3 separate regions of the Mus musculus genome follow, and regions 1 and 2 are each linked to region 3. The links are chromatin contacts, called in public HiChIP or PLAC-seq and promoter capture Hi-C maps. All regions are on one chromosome and are shown on one strand. The core of a region is the stretch at or near the end of the contact, and the rest is flanking DNA. Distances in the headings are between cores, read along the strand shown.

What was found. Promoter capture Hi-C pulls out the DNA fragments that hold promoters and counts their contacts. HiChIP or PLAC-seq counts read pairs in DNA pulled down with a chosen protein or histone mark.
Region 1: a contact with region 3 is called in an H3K4me3 HiChIP or PLAC-seq map of bone marrow-derived macrophages, with 4 times the contacts expected there. The contact joins the enhancer-like site here to the promoter of Slc22a18 in region 3. A contact is called at or near these places in 4 of 39 promoter capture datasets (the 3T3-L1 cell line, hippocampal neurons, macrophages and 1 more), 14 of 484 Hi-C or Micro-C datasets (the G1E-ER4 cell line, the HL-1 cell line, the HPC-7 cell line and 9 more), 3 of 115 datasets of contacts at active chromatin or transcription factors (bone marrow-derived macrophages, large pre-B cells and pancreatic cancer cells) and 3 of 9 other capture datasets (adipose tissue, liver and pancreatic islet).
Region 2: a contact with region 3 is called in a promoter capture Hi-C map of stem cell-derived epiblast-like cells, with 4 times the contacts expected there. The contact joins the promoter of Tnfrsf23 here to the promoter of Slc22a18 in region 3. A contact is called at or near these places in 11 of 39 promoter capture datasets (the 3T3-L1 cell line, the HPC-7 cell line, embryonic stem cells and 6 more), 6 of 484 Hi-C or Micro-C datasets (the G1E-ER4 cell line, the HL-1 cell line, the N1E-115 cell line and 2 more) and 2 of 9 other capture datasets (adipose tissue and macrophages).

Annotation. Positions count from the first base shown.
Region 1 is chr7:143,705,702-143,709,707 of GRCm38.p6, reverse strand. It overlaps Osbpl5 (oxysterol binding protein-like 5), which reads left to right. Exons shown (of 22, transcript NM_001199227.1): 5 at 68-169; 6 at 497-700; 7 at 2,278-2,362. Among named protein-coding and RNA genes, the nearest start is that of Tnfrsf23, 22 kb to the right of the region's middle. Within about 2 kb of position 2,752, at least 9 of the 459 cell types and tissues checked have an H3K27ac peak or open chromatin away from gene starts, as enhancers often do. A contact at or near this core is called in Th1 cells and bone marrow-derived macrophages, where this site is marked.
Region 2 is chr7:143,684,198-143,688,660 of GRCm38.p6, reverse strand. Tnfrsf23 (tumor necrosis factor receptor superfamily, member 23) reads left to right here and starts at 2,786. Exons shown (of 6, transcript NM_024290.4): 1 at 2,786-2,879. The coding sequence starts at 2,805.
Region 3 is chr7:143,472,050-143,476,112 of GRCm38.p6, reverse strand. It overlaps Slc22a18 (solute carrier family 22 (organic cation transporter), member 18), which reads right to left and starts at 2,324. Exons shown (of 11, transcript NM_008767.3): 1 at 2,276-2,324; 2 at 1-43.

The DNA of each region.
Region 1 (4,006 bases), core at 1,503-4,002, 230 kb before region 3:
CCCTGCTGGCGATGGGGGAGCTGGGGCAGTCCATGCACTCCATGACCCACATATTCTCTGGTTGCAGGCACAGAAGGAGAACTATCGGCAGGAGAAGAAGCGGGCCACGAAGCAGCTGTTCAGTGCCCTGACTGACCCCAGTGTGGTCATCATGGCTGACAGCCTAAAGGTAAGCAGGTGCCACTCCCAGAGACTCCTATCGACTGGGGAATCCATGGCACTTGGGAGACAAGTCTAAGTGTTTGTCACTACACAGTTTGAGTGGACCCTGACTACTGTAACTAATGACCCCACCATAAAGCTGGCTTCTCATAGGTCTGCAGAGTCCCAAGTCAAGATGCTGTTGAGGACCTCACTAACTTCAGAGCTCTGGGATAGTTCTCCCAGTTCCAGGGGCCTCCAGTCCTTGTCTCTGCTCCTCATCCCCCCACCAAGCTGCACAGATGGCCCAGGGGGCAGCTCCCATGGGTGACCCTGACCATGAATCCTCCTGCAGATCCGAGGGACCCTGAAGAGCTGGACGAAGCTGTGGTGTGTACTGAAGCCAGGGGTGCTGCTCATTTACAAGACACCCAAGGTGGGCCAGTGGGTGGGCACGGTGCTGCTGCACTGCTGCGAGCTTATTGAGCGCCCCTCCAAGAAGGACGGCTTCTGCTTCAAACTCTTCCACCCGCTGGACCAGTCTGTGTGGGCTGTGAAGGTGAGCCGATCCACAGGGCATCCAGGTGGAGACTCGGGGACAACGGAGGCTTTGCCTGGGACTGCTGTCCCAAAATGGGACCCCTAGCAAGGGATCCCTGGAGGGGTGGCTATCCTCAGGCAGGCTGCTAGAAGTATGGATGAGGCACAATGAGCTATACATCAAACCCCTCATCCAGTGCTGTCTGGAGAGGAGGAAGGGACTGTCTCAGGTGTCATCCATCACCACCAGGACTGCCAGGCAGAACTGATCAGGATAGGGGTGGGTCCCCAGGAGAAATCTTGATTATATGTGGGTTTCAGAGAAACAACAAATTTTAGGGTTGTTCTGGATTTGGGATGGGGGTGAAAGACAGACTCACTATGTAGCTTTGGCAGGCCTAAAATGTATATAGACCAGGCTGGCCTCAAACTCATAGAGATCTACCTGCCTCTGCCTCCTGAGGCTGGGATTAAAGGAGTCTACTACCTTGCCCAGCTTGGGTTTTGTTGTTGGTGGTGGTGGTTTGTTGCTGTTGGTCTGGTTTTGGAGACAGGGTTTATCTTACTCTACGGCCCATCCTAACTCATGGCTCATTCTGAGGCTCAGACTTACCTACAACCTGTGGCAGCCTTCCTTCCTCATCCTTTCCGTTGCTGCAATTACAGGTATAAACCACCATGCCTGGCTGCTGCTGTTAGTTTTAAAATTAATATTCTCCCCCACTTTATAAACTATAGCTGAAAAAAACCCATTGTGGATTAAAAATACCCACTTCGCTGGGCAGTGGTGGCTCACACCTTTAATCCCAGCACTCGGGAGGCAGAGGCAGGCAGATTTCTGAATTCGAGGCCAGCCTGGTCTACAGAGTGAGTTCCAGGACACCCAGGGCTATACAGAGAAACCCTGTCTCGAAAAACCAAAACAAAAAAAACAAAAAAATACCCACTTCAAAAAATGAATTAACATGACCGACCTGGCACAGTGCGGCCTTCTTCAGCGCTCTGAGGATACTCGTATCACACAAGGTTGGGCAGCACTTGGGTTGGAGGCAGGAGGATCAGAGGTTCAAAACCATCTTCAGCTACATAGAAAGTTCCAGGCCAGCCTAGGCTGCAGAGTGAGCATAGCCCTGCCTCTAAACAAACTATCTGAAAAACCAAAAATGGGAAAAATAAAACTGTTTTATATGAACATTCTGACTGTTTACATTTATTCCAACCTGACCATGATAGGTCAGACCTTTAATCCTGGCACTCCAGAGGCAGAGGCAGGCAGATCTCTATGAGTTTAAGGTCTAGTCTAATCTACATGGCAAGTTACTGGCCAGCCATAACCATGCAGTAAGATCTTGTCTCAAAAACAAAACAAAAGGAAACACATTTATTCCAAGTAAGACAAATTTACTTACACTAAACTGCCCTTCACTGTCTCGCTGAAGTTAAAATTCAACTGTGAGTCCAGGATTCGCCTTAGGCGAATTATTAGCCATAATTGAGAAGCTAAGTGGAAGGAAAGGCTTCTGATTAGAAGGGATAAAGAGTGTACCACAGCCTTCCTGGCCCAGTGCCTGACCCTGCAGATCTCTGTCTCTCCAGGGCCCCAAAGGCGAGAGTGTGGGCTCCATCACTCAGCCCCTCCCTAGCAGCTACCTGATCTTCAGGGCCGCTTCTGAATCAGACGGTAAGTGCTACCTGTCCTGTTTCTCCCTCCCCAGGGTCCCCTAGAGTCAGACACAGACTGAGCCTACCTTACAGTGATACCCCTCTCTCAGCTAAGCCTCAGATTTCCCACAGATTAAGTGGGACTAGCCACACTTGTCAGCCCAATGCTATAGGAATCCCAGGGCTGTATGGAAGCAAGCAAGTGACAGTTGTGAATTTAATAGGTAAATTAAGTCACAGGCAGCCTAGAGGTATTCTGGCAAAAATAGGCTACAGATATTAATGTGGGCTTCCCCGAGTCCCAGATTCTCTGAACTAGGTAACAGAATCCAAGCAGCAGCCCCATTCTTAGAAGTCCTTCAAGTGACAGCTTCTAGCCAGGCTGTGGCTCCTTAACAAAGCCTCAGGACTGCACCCCCTGCTGGAAGTCCAAGGCCCTGACAACTAGGATCCAACTGTCCAGACTTGGAATCCTGCAGATAGCTTAACTGCTGGTGCTATGGTGCCTCCTGGTGGTCAAAAGTTGCATTCACACGCCCTCATACGTTGTTTTGACTGTTGTTCACTCATTCTGTCATTGAACCTGCTGGGCTCTAGGGTAAACAGGCAACCTATGCCCTCACAGAGCCTGCACACGTTGGGGGTCTGTGACCAGTAAGCCAGCCACCAGATGACAAGTCAGAGCTGAATCCCTGATTGTCAGGGGGCCACAGTCAAGGAAGAATGTTACCTGCATACCATGTATATCAGGATCGGCTTCCTGCAAGAAGAGGCAAAGAATTTCAAATGGTTCCCAAAGGCTGTGTAACATTCAGGATGTCAAGTCTTTTGTGGCAGCCACAAAATGCACATTTGGGCCCTAAGTCTAATTCTACAACCAGCTCTCATCCTGGGTTGCATAACCTCCAGAACCCACTCACTGTCCTTACAAATGTCCAGCCTCACAGGAGGTAGCACTGTGCTCAAACCAAGCCTACAGTAAGTCCAAGATCTCAAATATCCCTCAGCAAGAGGGGCAGCTCCAGGGTACCAGGTGGGTTCCCATGAATGTCCCAGTGTAGCCTCAGGGGCTCTCAAACAAAAGTCTCTGCAGCTTTAAGTTAGGGAAAGAAATCCACACTTCCCAAGGACACCCAGCATGCAAGCTTAGGAATCAAGAACTTCATCTTACCTTGAGCTGGGACCCTCACTCATGAGTCCTTTGGGCATGCATGGTATCATTTATAGATGACTCTGAGGCGTGGACGGAAGCGCTGCTGTTAGTGATCACACTGAGACATTGGTGTCACCTGCATGGGTCCCTCTCCCCCATAGCTCTTAACAGTGCCCTCCTATCACCCCGCCACACCCCTGAGAACAGTGGTATGACACAGGTCTAACCCAAGTTCTACACTCATGCACACACACTGTCACAAAGCAAGCAGAACCTCAGGGCCAAAGCAGAGGCCCTGCCCTGTCTGTCATCCCCTCCCCCACTATCCCTCAGCCCTAACTATCTCTTGCTACCTCTTGAAGTTACCTGGTCAGTGACTTTTCACTAGCACGTAAGACCCCTGCCCAGCCTCTGCCCTCCTGATGTCTATCCTACACTGTGTCAACCCCAAGGACATACACATGTGTATGCACATTCCCAGAGCTGTTGACTCACTCCAAGGCCTGGCAG
Region 2 (4,463 bases), core at 1,537-4,036, 210 kb before region 3:
TCAGAAGGTGGGTGCAGGTTCACAGTGTTGAGTGAGAAGATAACCCACCTGGAGCCATTGGGAACTGGAGTCCCATCAGTCAGCCAGTGAGCAACTGTGGCATGGGAGGGATGTGGCCTGCCAGGGCATTCCAGGCAGCTTGCTTACTTGTCAGCCTCCTATAGCCAACACAGCCTTGCTGAAATGCTTAATGCTCTGTATTCTGACATAGCTCTGAGGCATCCAGAATATCCCTTGGCATCTGACAACACACCCCACACCACCTCAAAGGGAAGCTGTAGCGCCCCTCCCCAACAACCCATAGAAGATAACAGAGACCAGAGGGAATGAAGGTGGCCAAACAACACCCATGAGAGGGGACCCCAAGAATGCCTCCCTACCTCAGATGCCAGGAGAGGGTGAAGTAAAGAAGAGCCAAGTGGCTGTGCATCTACCTACCCCAGGAGTTCTCTGGAGGACCCTGCTCCTGGAGCCTCCATGAAGCAGCCAGTCACCCTGGAGCATGGATGTCTGCAAGTAGCCATTTTCTACCTCAGACATCTCTGTTTCCAGTATAGACAGGAAGCTCTGAACTCCTCACCTTCTCTCCTGCACCCTGGCCCCCATGCAGAACTAGGTCCTGTCCCTCACAACACCATCATACATCTGGACATTTGGAATGTCCTCATGAATTCTCTTTTTAACAGTTCCAAGGTCCTTTGCAGACCTCTGTTACTTTCTTGCACACTAACCTAAAGGACGTGGCTATATCTCTCCTTTTTCATTGCACTGCAGAAAGAGCAGAGAGGGAAAAAACCCCAGAATCCTCACATATTCCCAAGCAGCAAGCTACCCAGAAGCAACCTGAAAGTATCCCAAGAAAGGGTATGATATATACATATTACAATAGATAATACATCTATTCTAGGGGTGAGAAGATTCTCCTGGTATTGAATGAGTCCAACTCTTCCATTGTGGGCACCCTTCATCTCTGCAGGAAGACCATCAAGGGTCACTGGGCTCATGAGAATGTCACCCAACTGCTTTGAACCATTAGGGGCTTCCTGGAACAGTATGACATCCCACTATCCCACCTTAAAGAGCAAGGGTAGAGATGGCTGGAGAGATGACACAGCCAATAAGAGGATATGCTGTTCTTGCAGAGAACACCAGTTTGATCTCCAGACTCATATCAGGCAGATTACAGCCATGTGTATCTCCAGCTATTGGAGATATGTCACCTCGAGCCTCTGGAGGCACCTGTGCGCATGGACACGCACGCGCGCGCACACACACACACACACACACACACACACATGCACACACACACATTTTAAAATAAATGTTTTAAAGGAGCAAAGGGCAGAGGGCAGAGAAGGACCTGGAGCACAAATATCTAGCCCAGGGTAGACAGGCCTCTTCCTTTCACCTCCCCTCCACCTACAGTGTGGGACAAGGCAGATCTGTAAACTGTATGCAGAAAAGGAAAGCCACTAGCCTCCCCCTGCTCCCGAGCTACTCAGAGACTGGTGGGACAACAGCATCCACAAGTGCACAGTCCTCTCCTCTTCCCTTCCTCTACTTTCCCTCTGCTTCCCAAGGGTGAGGGACAGTTCAGCGTGTTGAACTAACCAAACTTTCTAAACACTTGTTTGTGTTTTGATTTGGTTTACTCCTGAGCAGACACCAGCCTGAGGGAAGACAAGAAATAGAAGAGCATCAGGCTGGCCAAGGAATTGGCCCCTCCCACTCCCCAGCCTAGGTGAGGGCAGATGGGCACAGGCTCCACTCCCTGGCCCTAGGGAGAGAGGCAAGAGATGAATTAAAGAGTACCAGGTGCCTGGAGCCAGGCTCCTCTTCTTTGGGGCAGCCATTGAAATCCAGGTCTCTGAGTCCTCCCTCATTTTAAAGAGGAAGTGGCATTTGGAAGGGAGATGGATGGGGCTGGTAGTGGGCCACTTTTTCGAATACCTGGAGGGGGCGGGTGGAACAGATGAACCAACCCAAGTTCCCTAGAGAAATAAGCATTCTACTTCCTGTGTTAGACTAGTAGACTTGGCTTAAATGTCCTGTGTCCCATGAGCTTGGATTGGCACACACAGTGGAGCTAAACACAGTGAAAGGAAGAAGAGGTGAGGGACTCACAGTCCAGGGATGTTCATACAGCCCTCCTCCCCCGACACACCCCCCCCAACCCCAGCACTGGAAGAGTGCCTACGAGTCCTGGATATTTTGAGGTCCTCAGAGTCAGCGAGTCCCACACAGCCCCTCAGACTCTGACAGTGAAGCCTTCAGCTGCTGCTCCAGACCATTGACCAGTGAACACTCACAGGAAAGCTACAGGGATAGAGTTACTTCAAACTTCCCCATGTTGAGCTAAGACAGTGTGTGTTGTAGCTTATCTTCCTCTTTTTGTTTGTTGCTTTTGAGAAGGTTTACAGTCTGCTGCAGTCTGACTTTTATAACGATTCCAGCTCTAGTTCATGCCTCTCCCTCCACTCAGGTCCAGGAAAATTTTTAATTAACTTATAATAAAGAGCAGTATACTGTAATGGAAAACAAACGAAGGCAGAGAATTCGACTTTAGCTTGCTGCTTATAACAAATATGATTCTGTTAATAACGTCACAGGCATTTAAAATTACTGTATTTATAGAAAACTAGATATTACTGAGCACTGATGGTGGTGGGAAGGCAAGAGTGGTGGCGCTGGACCCGCCCACGAGATTAGGCAACCATACAGAAACCAATCCGCTGACAAGAGGCGTGGCCACCAGCTTGAAATAGAGCTCCTCCAGCTGAGTGACACCATGCTAGCTCACAGCCATGGTTACCTTCAGCCACGTCTCCAGTCTGAGTCACTGGTTCCTCTTGCTGCTGCTGCTGAATCTGTTCTTGCCGGTGAGTAGATATGGCCCTGCGGAGCTGAGATTCGCGCTGGGCACCGGATCCCCGGGCTGCAGAGGAAAGCTACTGCGGGCGGTGAATTGGCTCTTCCGCCAGGGTCAGCCTTGGCACCGCCAACCAACTCCTCAGAACTTCGTCCAGAGTTAAGTGGTCCAGAGTTGGGGAATTGTGGAGGTGAAGCAGAGGCAGGGGAATGGCCAAGCGGGTAGCCAGAGAAAGTGTGTCCGGTTGGTCCCTGAGCTCCCGGACAAGACGGACACGCCTCTCCTCGCTTTCTCATCTGAAAGCGGTCCTTCCGAAGGTGACTCGGGAAAGTGCCATTGCGGACTGCAGTGGCCCGCGCGACTGTGCGCCTTGGGTGGGTCCGGCCCGGCTCGTCTTGGGGTGTAGTACTAACTACTACAAAAGGATCTGTGTGGAAGGCCTGGCTATGCCTTTCCTGGGCCTTTCGGGTCTCTGCTAAGTTCGTCCCGAGATCGCTTCTTGTCTCTTTAATCTTAAACTGCAGTTAAACCTAAGTTAGTGGGCAGCCTGATCTACATAAGGAGTCTCAGAACAGCCAGAACTACACACAGAAAGGCTGAAAACCAAAACAAACTAACGGAAAAAAAAAACCCAAAAAAACCAAACAAATAAAAAAAAAAACCAAAACCAACCAAACAACCAAACAAAAAACCTAGACAATCCTGTAAATGACATTTTAGTTACAGCCAACTTAATTTTATGTCAATTTTCTCTCATAAGAGTCTTCAAACCCAAAAATAGGCAGAAAAAGGTTTATGTTTTATAACCTGTAAGGATATCCATTTTCTAACACATTCAGATCTTTAGTTATAACAACAACAACAACAACAAAATAACCCTTAGATTGTTCTAAGATAGTATCTGAGCAGTCAGAGACCACTTACATGTAATCAGCATTTCTTTAAACCATCTAGGAGCTGGTTAATAGTAATTCTTTGCTAGCTGCTGGTGAGCAGCTTTCACAGAAATGGACCTAGAGGGCATCCAGCTTCCCTGGGAATCTCCTGGGCAAGGGGCCAGAGGATATGCAACTCAGAGGTGACTTCAAAGTTCCCAGCACTTTGAGGGACTTCGAACATATTTCACAGGCAGGTTTCACATGGGATGGCCCTTGACCCTGAAATCTCTTCCCATCCCTATTAGGGCTCTGGGGCTCCATGCCTGCCCAGGCACCGCCTGAAAAGTGGTGCATTTTGTCGTCCAGAAATCCCCAGAAACAATCTAGACAATATTAGGCTGTTTTTGTTTTTGTTGTTGTTTTAAGGTTGTTGTAAAGAAAAAATGGTGATCGTCTCAAATAATGCCACAAAAAGAAGGTACTCCAAAGAAAGACTGAGGGTGAGCTGGGCGGGGTAGTGCACGCCCTTAATTCTAGCAATTGAGAGACGAGGTAGACATGTTTGTGAATTTGGGTTTAGTCTGATCTTTATAGTGAGTTCTAGAACAGCCAGACTGTGTATGAGACACTGTCCTGTAAAAGTCAAAAATAAAAATAAAAGACTGAAGATAACATCTCTTTCAAGAATATTTTTTAAAAAGACTATCCTCAAAGAA
Region 3 (4,063 bases), core at 1,075-3,574:
TGATTCTGGCCGGGTGCTGACTCACCAGGGTGGAAGGGGTGGCCTGTGCAAGGAGAGGGAGGAGACAGTGGCTGACTGTGGAGCTCACGGGCTTCTCCAGCTACCTCGACCTTCAAGAGTGGGTCAGCTGCCCTCCCCACCAGCGGGCATCCGACCCTGCAGGGGTGCACCTCCACCTGAAAGGGACATCCGGACCAGCCCTGGTGTCTTCCTCGGGGACACCCCATGCCTTATTTCTAGAGGAAATGCAGGCAGGTGTGGTGTCTGGCTATTGCTTTTGGTGGCTACAGGGATGATGTAAAGTCATTATGCAGGGGCTCTCTTGGCCCCATCTTCCTTCTTCAGGGACCTGCCTCCAGCTCTGGAGTCTGGAGCTGCAGTGGAGTAGAGACTGCGGGGACAAAGAGCTCAGTTCTTCAGACCTCATTCTTGCAGAGCAGCTCAGCCTCACAGTAGTGTGTTTTCCCCCCTCCTAACTTCCTCCACGGGTGGGAACCAGATTTTGCGGCCAGTATGAGCCCCTTTGGAAGTTTTGCCTTGGGCTGGAGAGATGACTCAGCGGTTAAGAGCAGTGACTGTTCTTCCAAAGGTCCTGAGTTCAAATCCCAGCAACCACATGGTGGCTCACAACCACCTGTAACAAATTCTGACACACTCTCTCTTCTGGAGTGTCTGAAGACAGCTACTGTGTACTCACATACAATAAATAAATCTAATATATATATATATATATATATATATATAGAGAGAGAGAGAGAGAGAGAGAGAGAGAGAAAGTTATCCCTGGTTCCACCGTTAGGGCCCCACTGCCTTCGCCCGACATCCCATCAAGGGCCCCGAGCTGCACCCAGGTAGGCATCTTGGGTTCGGGTACCTGCTTTCTCCGGGAGAGAGTGGGTGTATTCCTGCTTTCTCCGGGAGAGAGTGGGTGTATTTCGGGTGGATGAGCCCTCCCAGGTGTTTCTTGATAGAGGCCCTTCCTTAGTGACCCGGAAAGGTCCCACCCCACAATAGCTTGGGTCCTCCCACTTCACCAGGGCTAGTTCTCCCGCCCCGGAGCTCGCTCCACCCACCCTGGGATCTGGGCTAGCCCGCAACACAGTCTCTGAGCATTCATTGGCCAATCAAGACACGCCTCCTGAGGCTCCCCCCCCCCCCCCACGGGGCTTGCGAGGTTCCCAGTGTTAAGCCTCAGCCCTGCCCTGGACTCTGGTTCCAAGGAAGTTGGAATTCTGACCACTCAAGCACCACAGGGTGTTCATTTAGGGTTGGAGAGTGAAGACTAGGAGAAGAAGGAGGAGGAAGAGGAGGGGGTATGGCTCTGGGATCCAGAAGAAGGGAAAGCAGAAGCCAGGAGAGGCACAGTGATACTACACTTGTGTGGGCAGTTCTTGTGCTCCAAATCTCTCTCCACTGACCAAAAGGCTTCTGGAAGCTATAGAAATGCCCCTCCCCCTGTCTGTCCTGTTCTCACATTTCTGGAGGGTCAACACTCTGGCCCTGACCAGTACTATCCATATTCATTCATCTTCAGACAGATTGATCACTGCTAGGAAACCAGACGCTCTTTTACACGCCCACCCCACCTCTCTACCTTGCAGCCGAGTAGGGTCAAGTCACAGGCCACAACATGAAAATCAGATCTCCTTTGCTGCATGCACACCCCAGCTCAGCAGATCAGAAAAGGGAGGAACTGGGACAGGGTGCCCAGGGATGCCCAGTGAGAACATGTCTCAAACTGGGCAGTTAGAGGCATGGCTATTGGCATTCTAACCAATGGATCAGGCCCAAGGCTCTGTCTGTCCCCAGGTATGTGCCGTATGCTTGGGGTAGATTCCACCTTGAAAATTGGGATGGGAGATGTGTTGCAGGTGTGGATGTTAAGTGTTCTCAGTTCCTCTGCCAAGAGGTTGTAGGAACCCATCCCAGCTCCCGGAGGGTTGGAGGAGACCCAGTTAGCCAGGGCTTCCATGAGGGATGAGAGGGAGGCTGATTATGGAAAGGAGAGGACTCTGAGGCCAGGAATCTCAGGACTCCTGGGGTCCAGAGTCCAGGCCCTTCTGAAGTCCATGGGGGTAGAAGTGAGGGATAGTTCCTGTCAGGTCAGCTCCCTGATGGGGTTAATTCTTACCTAGTGTGCAGGTGACATCTTTATTGGTGTCAGGGTTTTGGGGGCAGAGCTTGGGGGTTGAGTAAGACTGCCTCAGGATAGTTTGGGGAAGGCCAAAGGTCCTCCAGCGTTCATAATAAACAGCAATGGGAGCAGGCTACTTACCCACAAGCAGAGCTTGCAGTTGTGGGGGAACCGGCAGGCCAGGCCGAATGATTCTAGCTTTTGTGCTTGTTCTGAACAGGCTCCAGAGGGGTGGGGCACTTCCTGGTTGTGAGGGAGTGTGGTAAAATTGCCCTTCTGGCTAGAGAGGAACAGGGAACCCTAGAACCTGGGATCACCTCCTGAAGAGGAAGTAGCTTTCTCTAGGGATCAATATCACTCACATGAGGCCACTGTTCTGCCAAGGGGACCAACCCAGGCTGCTGTAGGAAGGGCTGATTCTTATCTGGAGCCAGGTTGGGAGGCAGCTTCCCAGTGGGGTCCTAAGGAGAAGCACAATGTATCAGGTGTAGGAAGGGTAAGTCAGGCAGTAAGAACAGTGTGGCAGGGCATAGGGGTGAGCTCAGGCAACTGAGAACACCTGATAGGGCTTAGACTTAGGGGGTCCTGCGGGGTTAGGGGCAAAAATAGAGGGGTGTGAGCATGGCCACAGGTGCAGAGAAAGTGACTACTGTGTGCTGGTGTTCAGGATAGCCCGGAGCTTCCCCAAGAAGAGAGATGCTGCCTATATGATTTCCTGGGCCTAATGATGTGTCTATGAAGCAGGAACCTCCTTCATCCATAACCATTGAGTACCTACTGTGTGCAGGTGACCTATTTAGTGGATATCATTTGTTTATTTTTGCCAATTTCATACATGTATACAATGTATCTTGTTTGTATGCACACTTAACTTTCTCTTCCCATTTCCCCTCTAATAACCTCCAATATACCCCTTTCTTCTTTCATTCTCTCTGTCTCTGTCTCTCTCTATTTCTCCTCTCTCTTTCACTTTAGAGTTCCGTGAGTGCCACTTGTTAGACTGTTGACTGATGCTATTGCCTTGATCTTGTTGAGGTAGCTATGGCTACAGTGAATTCCTTCCCATCCTCTGGCTCTTACAGTCTTTCTGTCCCCTGAACCTTGGAGGTCAGGTTGATGCAGATGCCCCATTTAGGGCTGAGCTGTCCACAGTCACTCATTCAGCACTGAGTTATGAATTTCTTCCTCAACTGTTGCTCACTGCAGAGAAGCTTCCCTGGCTAAGACTAAGAACAGCACTAGCCTTTGTCTACAAACGAACATTTAGAAGGGAGTTTGATGACATTCACTTAGCAAGACAACAGGAGTAGATTCCCTAGAGCCTATGACCGCCCCCCCCCCCCACGCCATATTTTGACTGAGTTCACAGTACCAGGGATGAATTTCCTGCTGTAGAGCAGGACTTGGTCCAAACCAAGAGTGATTGGTTACCCCCAGACCATTTGCACTGAATCTGCACATCTTGCTTGGTGGGTTGGTGTTGTAGCATGCAGGGTTGGCTGCTGGGTAAGACCACGGATGGCTTTTCTCTCCCTGTGGCCTGCTAAGCACCATCCAGCACTGTGAAAGCCAGCCAGCAGGCTTTCAGGCTAGTTCCGGCTGGTTTCTCTGATGTCCTGGAATCAAAATGCATTGAGCAATGGGTCTATGCCCTTTGTGTGTGTATATCCATGTATGTTGGTGCCTGTAAAGGTCTGAGGTCAATAGCAGGTATTATTGATTCCTCAGCAGCTGTCCAGTCTCACTGGGACCACAGGGATTGTCAGTCTCCACCCACCTCCACAGCACTTAAATATCAAACTGCTACTGGAAAATCACTCTCCTGATTGAATTGTTTTCCCAGCACTATGCATCTTTTTTTTTTTTTAAATTTATTATTATCATTATTTTGGTTTTTTGAGACAGGGTTTCTCTGTGTAGCCCTGGCTG